Regions from separate parts of the Rattus norvegicus genome. Here region 1 is linked to region 2. The links are chromatin contacts, called in public Hi-C maps. All regions are on one chromosome and are shown on one strand. Each heading gives the region's core, a stretch centred on a gene start, on an enhancer-like site or on the middle of the called end of the contact. The rest is flanking DNA. Distances are from core to core; before and after follow the strand shown.

Region 1 (4,874 bases), core at 1,831-4,330, 220 kb after region 2:
TTACTGCACCCAGGAGAGGTGTAATTAGGGGCAATAGCAGCCAGCCGTGGCTGTTAAATGAGAACATGAATGGTAAGGCCCAGAGCAGAGGGAACTTGGACGGCTCCACTTTCCCACTGCAGAGACTGGTGGGCTCCCCACACACTCACAGCCTTCTTGTTGGCAGCAAAATGTCTTGCCAGGATCCAGCCTGTGTCAGGCCAGAGCTGCATAAATGACTAGTTCCCTGGCTGGGCTTGGACGCGTACCAAATCTTTAGGCTGTATAGACTGCTTAGGGGTTCCAGCAGTCCTTTGCCCACTAAGCATGTGCATGTACATGTGTGTTCTTGTTCGTGTGTATGTGCATGCGTGTATGTGTGTGAGTGCTTGTTCACGTGTGTGTGTGTGCATGCTTATTCATGTGTGTGTGCATGTGTGCGCGCACATGTGTGTTCTTGTTCCTGTGCATATATGAGTGTGTGTGCGCACACGAATGTGTACAAACACGTGTGTTCTTGTTCATGTGTGAGATAGCACACATATGAGGGTACATATGCACATGTCAGTGTGTGGAGCTCAGGGGACAACCGCTCAGATGTACTGAGGACCTGGGCTTGCCACAGAGGCTGGCCGACTGGTGAGCCCAGGGGTCCCCCGTCTCTGCCTGTGTTCAGTGCTGAGGACTAGCAGTCTGCCCTACCATGCCTCTCATTTTACGTGGGCCTTAGAGACCAGATGTGTGTTCTCATGCTCATGCAAGCGATGTATAGACCAAACTATTTTTCCCAGCCCCTCACCCAGTTTTATATTTTATTATGTATATTTAAACTCTTCAAATGTCATATATAAGGAACATTTTGCATGCTGTCTCTCAAAGAGATCCAAGCGCCTTCCATCCACAGCCACCCGGCTTCCGTGTACTGTATTTCTATCTTTCCTCGTTGTAAATTAACACGGGCCCAACACACTCCCTGATCCAGCGAATTTCTCCTTGGCTCCGACAGGTTGCTAGGATACTGGAAGTCTCTGAAGACATGAAGAGGAGCATGGGCGTGAGCTCGGGACTGGAACTCATTACCTTGCCTCACGGACGCCAGCTGCGCCTGGACATTATTGAAAGGTGAGTGTGCCGCGTCTGCGTTCCCACACCGTCAGCTCCTTGCAGGTATCCATGCAGCAGCAGGATGCTGAGGAGGGAAGCAGCATCAGACTGTCCTGGAGTCACTCATGACCCTTCTCAAGCCTGCGCTGTAGAGTACCTGGAGATGAGCAGGCAGTGCAGCCCACGTCTGGGACATCACGCCCTCCTTGCCCCATCCCCAAACAGAGGCTGGAGACTGGCCTTGTTTGAGGCTGCAGCCAGAACATTGCACCTTCCTGCTGCTTTCAGGAGGTCTCATGGGGTCTCTGGAGCTTAACACCTCTTGATGAATTAGTTAGGGTCAGGAAAGACTGAGGAGAGCGGATTCTGACCTCCCTCTTTAGGGGTGGACAGGAGGACGACTGGGGATCCCCAGGCTCTGAAACCATTCTGCCCTGCTTCAGGAACACTGCAACCCCTGGGTACTTAGTTCTTTTCTTGTTGCTGTACTAAATTACCCTGGCCAGAGCATCCCAAGAAAGGATTTATTTCAGTTCATAGTCTGTCATGGTGGGGAAGCTTAGACAGCAGGAAATTGACAAATGTGGTCAGGCTGTGTCTTCAGTCAGGAATGCAAGCTGCTGCTCCATGCCTTCCCCATACACAGAGCAGGGTCCCAGCTGGAGAGTGCCCTGCCTACAGGGCAGTGTCTTCCTACCTCAGCTAATAAAGTCCCCCAGGGGCCCATCAACCTGCTGATTCTGGATTCTCTCAAGTTGACAGTACTCACCACCACACTGGGTGTTTATTCAAACACACAGGTATCTGTAATCTTAGTAATGGGGGCTGAGGCAGGATGCTTAAGTCCAGCCCAGGCTACACAATAAAGCTTTGTTGCAAACAATAAACAAGCCATGAAACAAAACAAAAGCATGCCCTCAGAATGCTTAGAGACAAGAAACAGAAGACTAGATTTTCATATTAAACAAAAGCTGCCCCCCCCCCCATGCTCACTAGTGTGCAAATTATTTCACAGCATGACTGTTACAGCTTCCTTGATATTCTTGGGTACAGCCCTGGCCAGTTGAGTTTTCTATGATGCAGGAATTGTGCTCAGACCAATGACTGTTGTGGCCACTGTGTGTGGGTGGCAGAGGGAACCGAGAGATGAGAACCTTTGATTCAAGTGTTAATCATATCTACTTATCTACTTGTGCAAACAGCTGTCGGCCTCTGGGAGTAAAGGCTACATTCCACACAGCTTTACACACATGAGTGTGGGGTGACGTGTCTGTAATCCAGCACTGGTAAACAGGCGAAGAGGATCACAATTTCCAGGCCAGGCTGTCATAGGTACAGGGAGTCCAGCCTAGGCTATGGCTCAGCGGGAGTGGGGCGGAGGCTGGGGTGGGGTCAGGAGGAGGGCAGATGTGTTAGAGAGTTCCCTCAAACTTTGTCCAGGCAAGCTTTGGGGACTTTGATGTCCTACTGAGCCACCTGCTTCTCCTGACTCCTCACTTCAGCCTCCTCCTCCTCATGCCCAGGAGCTCGCCTCACTTCCCCTGTGTTGTCTGGGTAGAGTGGTCACCCTCACTTCCTCATTCCGAGTAGATACACTGCAATCTGGAAACTCCAAACACTTTTTTCCCCCTGGTATTGAGACACGGTGTGCTGGGACCTGAGCTCTGGACCTAAGCCATGGCCAGAGGCTGCAGGGCCACTCTCTTGCTTGTCTTCTGACTTCAACTCTGTCCAGACCCATCCTTTTTTGCTGCTTGCCTAGAATCTTGCACTCTAATTTGTTTCTATCTCTTTCTGATGGTGGGCTCTCTACTCAGAGAGTCTGGGGATAGTGACTGGTTACAGTGTGTTAACTAAATAGAGGCAAAGGTCTTGGGAGCCCTGAACTGCTCAATGACTTCATTTTCCTGATCTGGAATCAAATACAGACTACCCTGGCCGTCATTTACTAACTCATTCCCAGGCAGGCTAAGCTGGAAGCATTCTTCTGGTAAGATGTGGGTATGGCTAGCTGCTGGCCACTGACATGTCAACCACAGACTGAGTCATTCACACACACACCACCAGCACCAGGAAGTCCCCAGCAGATGGTGAGCAAGTGATTGTCACTAGCCTATTAGCTGGTTAGCCACTGATGGCACGCCACGTGAGTGAAGCAGGGGAAAGAAGCACCTGTGGTGTGAGTTAATACTTCATTAAGAGACACAACTCTTTAACAAGTACACGAAGTTTATCCTTTGGGAATCCAGTTGGATTCATTGGTTAGAAAGACAAGAAATCAGGGATGGGACATAGTTGGGGGAAAAGGAAAGAGGTGGGACAAACAGACAAAATGAGTCAAGGTAGTCAGGCCTGGTGGAGACAACCCTGTCAGTTACAGCTTGTACAAGGGACTGAGTCAGGAGGACCAGAGATTCAGTAACTGAGGAGGCAAATTAATGAGACCCTGACTTAAAGGGTAAGATGGGCTAGAGACATAAGTCAGGTGTAGAGTGCTCGCCCTGGATGTACAGGCCCTGGGTTCAGTCCACAGCACCTTGGGGAGGGGGTTGAGAGAGGAGAGAGAGAGAGAGAGAGAGAGAGAGAGAGAGAGAGAGAGAGAGAGAGAGAGACACACACACACACACACACACACACACACACACAGAGGGAGGGAGGAGAGGCTTACATTATAGAGGTGGTAAGTTATTTTTGTGCCCATAGTCTATATTTTATAAACCTTGCCCTTGCTTTGTAATTGTGTACCACACACACACACACACACACACACACACACACACACACACACACACAGGGAGGGAGGAGAGGCTTACATTATAGAGGTGGTAAGTTATTTTTGTGCCCATAGTCTATATTTTATAAACCTTGCCCTTGCTTTGTAATTGTGTACCACACACACACACACACACACACACACACACACACACACACACACACGGAGACAGCAGAGTTCATAACTCAGCTCACAGGTTTTAGAATTGGGAAGGCGAGGCACGTGCCCACCACCCCTGCTCACTAAGGCTGAGGGAACACCTACCCGGGCACAGCAGGAACAGCAGGAACAGCAGCGCTGGTGCTGGGACTCAAAGGCTCTGGGATCTTAGGAATCAGAGCTACAGTTTTACTTCCAGTGTTTGCCCGTGAGCCTGGAAGACTAAGACAGTCTGGCCAGTAAATTCAGTAAATTCAGTTTGGGCAGTGAATTCCTGGGTTCGGATTATAGAGGGAGGAACTCACTGTCTGAGCTTCCTGCCACTGTCCGACCCGCATATAGGACCCCATTGTTATGCACAGAAAAGTCACTGTGTTTCCTGCCCTGAGACTCTTGAATATGACCCTCGTAATTTAGGGTGAGAAAAAGGGAGAATGGGGGCGGAGGAGTAGATACTTTGTTTTATTAGGGTCTGACCTTACAGCAAATTCCTGCCTGTCTTTCAGTCTTTGTTTACCTCCCCCGTCTCTCTGTGGAGTCTGTGTTCCGGCTACAGAACACACTCCTTGAGTCCTCTCTCTTCCTCTTGTTCTGATACCCATGACATCTTGAATCAAGTTTATAACACCCCCCATCTCTGTCTCCCACTCTTCCCCTCTCTTTTCCATTCCCACTAAGGGGTAGCATTCTTCCTCAGGGGTAGCATTTCCTGTATATTGGGGATGTGATATCTCCTAAGGGAGAGGGAACATGTAGCCATGTGCACTTTTGAGGTCCTCCTGCCCAGGAGGTCCTCTTCATGGTCCCATGTCCAGGGTTGAACCTGGCTATGTTCTAGAGCATCTTACTTTCTGAATTG
Region 2 (4,225 bases), core at 1,380-3,879:
GGGCTATATTTAAAACCATGGTTTCTTGTCTAGCCACTTTGTTCTCCACTTAGCAACCTCAGATGTGCTACACGCTTGCTCTGTGGCTTGTCCTGGACTCTGCCTGGAATATAAACTGGGTGGTGAGGATTTTCATACCCCACAACTAGAAGAGGCTGCCCTCGTTGTAGAATAAAGTCTGACCATGATAGCTGATAAAAGCTTAAAAGTGGCAGTAATAGACCTATTTTAACAGGTCTTCACGAGAGGACCCAAGTCGTTCTCAGAATTCATGATCACGGGTAAGAGCAGGGACTGGGGTACAAACCCAGACAACTCCACTCTGGGACACAGGCAAGCATGGCAGTTAGCTCAGGTGCACAGCACCGGAAAGTCAAGGGCAGGTGTGAACATAGATCTCAAGTATTTAACCAAATAGCAAAGTCCTCACAGGCTTTGTAGTCAAACCGGAGGCCTAAGAAAGCAGTGTCTCACAGGAGGGCAGTTGCTGCAGCCTGGGTGGGAAGCTGTCTGGGGGAACATGGAGGTTTCCCTGGGCCTGGCAGAGCCAGGAGGATTGGAGATTAGGGAAGAGTGAGTGCAGAGTGTATGCGTGAAAACAGGGAGGGGGAAGGGGAGGGAAATGGGAGAAAGCCTAGGCCTGACTGGGTGTGGGAAGGTAAGATGTTCTGTGAACTGGTGCCTGGGCTTGGGAAGAGGGAGGAGGGAGGAGGGAGGAGGGAGGAGGGAGGAGGGAGGAGGGAGGAGGGAAGATGGAGGGAGGAGGGAGGAGAGAGGGAGGAGAGAGGAGGGAGAAGGGAGGATGGAGGAAGGAGGGAAGAGGGAGGATGGAGGGAAGAGGGAGGAGGGAGGGAGGAGGGAGGAGGGAAGATGGAGGGAGGAGGGAAGAGAGAGGGAGGAGAGAGGAGGGAGGAGGGAGGAGGGAGGGAAGAGGGAGGGAGGATGGAGGGTGGAGGAGGGAGGAGGGAGGAGGGAGGAGGGAAGAGGGAGGAGGGAGGATGGAGGAGGGAGGGAAGAGGGAGGAGGGAAGATGGAGGAGGGAGGGAGGATGGAGGGAGGATGGAGGAGGGAGGAGGGAGGAGGGAGGGAAGAGGGAGGAGGGAGGGAAGAGGGAGGAGGGAGGAGGGAGGGAAGAGGGAGGAGGGAGGATGGAGGAGGGAGGATGGAGGAGGGAGGAGGGAGGGAGGATGGAGGGAGGAGGGAGGAGGGAGGGAAAATGGAGGGAGGAGGGAGGAGGGAGGGAGGAGGGAGGAGGGAGGAGGGAGGGAAAATGGAGGGAAGAGGGAGGAGGGAGGAGGGAGGAGGGAGGAGGGAGAAGGGAGGAGGGAGGAGGGAGGAAGGAGGAAGGAGGAGGGAGGTGGGAGGGAAGATGGAGGGAGGATGGAGGATAGAAGATGGAGGGAGGAGGGAAGAGGGAGGATGGAAGATGGCTGAGGAGTGGAGCCTAGTGAAAGAGTAAAGGGCTTTAAAGGGCAGGAGGAAAGTCTGTAATGTGTATGGGAGGGTGTCTGTCTTGGACTAGGCAGCACCCCAGAGTTAGGTAGATAAGGAAAAGAGAAGGGGAATAAGAGTGTGACTGTTGCTAGGGAAGACACGGAGGCCTCCGGGAAGGTTCAAGGTCTCAGCAAGGCCTGAGACCTCAGGGAGCTGGCTGCAGAGGCAGACCGACTTCAGACTCCTCTCAGTTTCCCTGGTTTTATTTGTAAAATAACTGAGGGAGGGAAAAGGGGGGAGAGATGGAGGGAGAGGGGGAAAGAGGAGGGAAGGAGAATGAGAAAGGAGGGGAGGGAGAGGGAGGGTGAACCCTTCTACACGGGTAACTTAAGGAGATAGTGTGATACACGCAGTGCCTGGCTCGAGACGCTGCATCTTTTGAAAGCCTCATGTCATGAACTTTCAGCCTCTGGAACCAGAGGGTAATGCAAGTTGCCATGCCCTCTCATCCAGGCTAAGTCAGCCCTCACAGAGCCTCACAGAAGCCAGGGGATACCACACAGCAGCAGCAGCAGCAGCAGCAGCAGCAGCAGCAGCAGCAGCAGCAGCAGCAGCAGCAGCAGCAGCAGGGACTCCTGTCAGCGAGTCTGCACTGCTTTAGCAGGAGGTGTAGGGACCAGGGAACAGATGGCCAATGGTGTCGCCCTGCCAGGCTCAGGACAGACAAGCTAGTTCTGTTCTTATGAGTGTCTCTTTTGTCTTTGGGTCTTTTTACTTTTGGTTTCTTGTAGTGTTTGCTCACTTGAGGGCGATTTCAGGACTTAGTAACATACCAGTTGGTACCTGTTTCTATAATCACAGTTTAGATAGCTGGGGCGCTTGGTTCTGTCTTTGTTTTTGTTGGGTTCCTCGGGATCTTGGTACCCGGATGATTGCCTTGAACTCGTTGGGCCATAGCTGAATGGCTTTCAGTGTGACCAGCGATTGCTCGCCGAGCCAGTTTTAATTTCCGACTGACTTTATGAATTACTCGCTAGTGAAAGTAAAGCTAGAAATCACAACATGATTTTAAACCATTTCCTGGGGGAAACTATTTGGCAGAACACACGAAAGTATTCTCTTAGCTTCTCAGGGAGGTTATGCCACCATGAATAAAAGAAACTCGATCATGGCGTGCGTCCATTGTGACTAATACATGTGTCTGCTGGATAGCCTAGCGGCTCACAGGAGTGACTAAGACAACATAGTCTTTACTCTCATGGAGTGTTCTCCTCTATGTCCCCAAGTCGCTGCGCAGGCCGAGAGGAATCACTCACGGTAGACTGCTTGCTTAGTGTGTATGAGACACTGTGTTCAACCCCCAACAACAAACAACCAACCAACAAACCAAAATGGCCTTTCGTCGCCTCCTTGAAAGGATGACCTGCACTGTTCTGCATCCACTTCGTTTTTGAGAAACAGCAATTCCCCCCAATTTTGTTTTATTAAAATTTTATTTTTCATAAATATACTTCTTTTATGATTTTTAAAAAAATATATTAATATATTAATTTATTCACATACCAAACACTGCCCCCTCTCGGTCTCCCCTCACAGAGTCTCCCCACCCCCTTTCTTCTCTGAGAGTGTGGGGCCCTCCCAGGTATCCCCCCACCCTGGCGTATCAAGTCTCTGCAGGGTTAGGTGTGTCCTCTTCCACTGAGGCCAGACAAGGCAGCCCTGTTCGGGTACGGATTCTACAGTTCAGCTACAGCCTTAGGCACAGCCCCCAGTCCAGTGAAAAATAGTGATTTGTAAAGATTGATTAATTATTTTTTTTGTGAACCTGACCTTGGAATCCCACAGGTGGATGAGGAGTGGCCTCCATCTGGTCACTGCTTAGGCCGTAGCCAGTCTGCTGTCCAGACCACCTCCCCGCCCAGCCAGGCTGCTCCTCTCACATCCTCCTGTGGCTCTAAAATTACAAGGCGAGGCTTGCAACCATTCCACACACCTAGACTGACTGCCCACGGTGTGTCAGACTACCCTGTGACCCTATCACGCCACTAATTCCACGTGCTTCCACCACGTCTCGAGAATACCAAGGTCTCTAAAACAGGAAGGGCTCATGGGGGAGAATAGGCCGAGTTCACTACTCCAGACTCTGATCTGAAGGGAAAATTGAGGTGAAAACCAGACACCCCCCCCCCCATAGAAAGCTATTTCCGTGTTGAGAAATAGATTCACTCTTTCTTAAATCTACCAATTTCTTCTCCTCTGAGCTCCCTGGAGCCTAAGAAGTAACTCTCTCTTGTGTCCTGAGAGAGTGAGAAAACAAACATAGAGCGAGGGGTTGGGGATTTAGCTCAGTGGTAGAGCGCTTGCCTAGGAAGCGCAAGGCCCTGGGTTCGGTCCGCAGCTCCGGGGGGGGGGGGGGGGGGGAGGGAACCAAAAAAGAAAAAAAAAAACATAGAGCGAGGAGGAGGAGGCTCTGGGCCTCCTGGGTGGTGGTACGGATGCCTCAGAAGCACAGCAAGACCAACAAACAAACAAACAAACAAACAAAACGACCCGCTCAGGAGGCGGGGGGAGCACATTCGTGCGTAATTAAATTGCTGCTCTGTGCTCTGCTCGTTTCTGCCAACCCATAACTCTAGTCACTTTATGGAGGCAAATTGTCCCTGCAGTTCTTCCCCATGTAACCCAACGCAGTGCCTGGAGCAAAGTTGGTGCTCGGTAAATTTTTATTAAAGTGGGGAAGAAGGGTACCAGGGAGAAACTGTGTGGACAGAGACCTAAGCTTCTGAGACGG

What was found. Hi-C and Micro-C count contacts between places; a contact is called where the count stands out from the background.
Region 1: a Hi-C map of the A7r5 cell line shows a contact between it and region 2, with 6 times the contacts expected there. The contact joins two enhancer-like sites. A contact is called at or near these places in 5 of 12 Hi-C or Micro-C datasets (the A7r5 cell line, the Rat2 cell line, Schwann cells and 2 more).

The regions. Positions count from the first base shown.
Region 1 is chr2:213,311,626-213,316,499 of GRCr8, forward strand. Bcar3 (BCAR3 adaptor protein, NSP family member) reads left to right here. Exons shown (of 12, transcript NM_001107722.1): 8 at 986-1,101. Among named protein-coding and RNA genes, the nearest start is that of Bcar3, 100 kb to the left of the region's middle. Within about 2 kb of position 3,081, at least 17 of the 93 cell types and tissues checked have an H3K27ac peak or open chromatin away from gene starts, as enhancers often do. A contact at or near this core is called in the A7r5 cell line, where this site is marked.
Region 2 is chr2:213,092,307-213,096,531 of GRCr8, forward strand. No RefSeq gene overlaps it. Among named protein-coding and RNA genes, the nearest start is that of Mir760, 17 kb to the left of the region's middle. Within about 2 kb of position 2,630, at least 1 of the 93 cell types and tissues checked has an H3K27ac peak or open chromatin away from gene starts, as enhancers often do. A contact at or near this core is called in the A7r5 cell line, where this site is marked.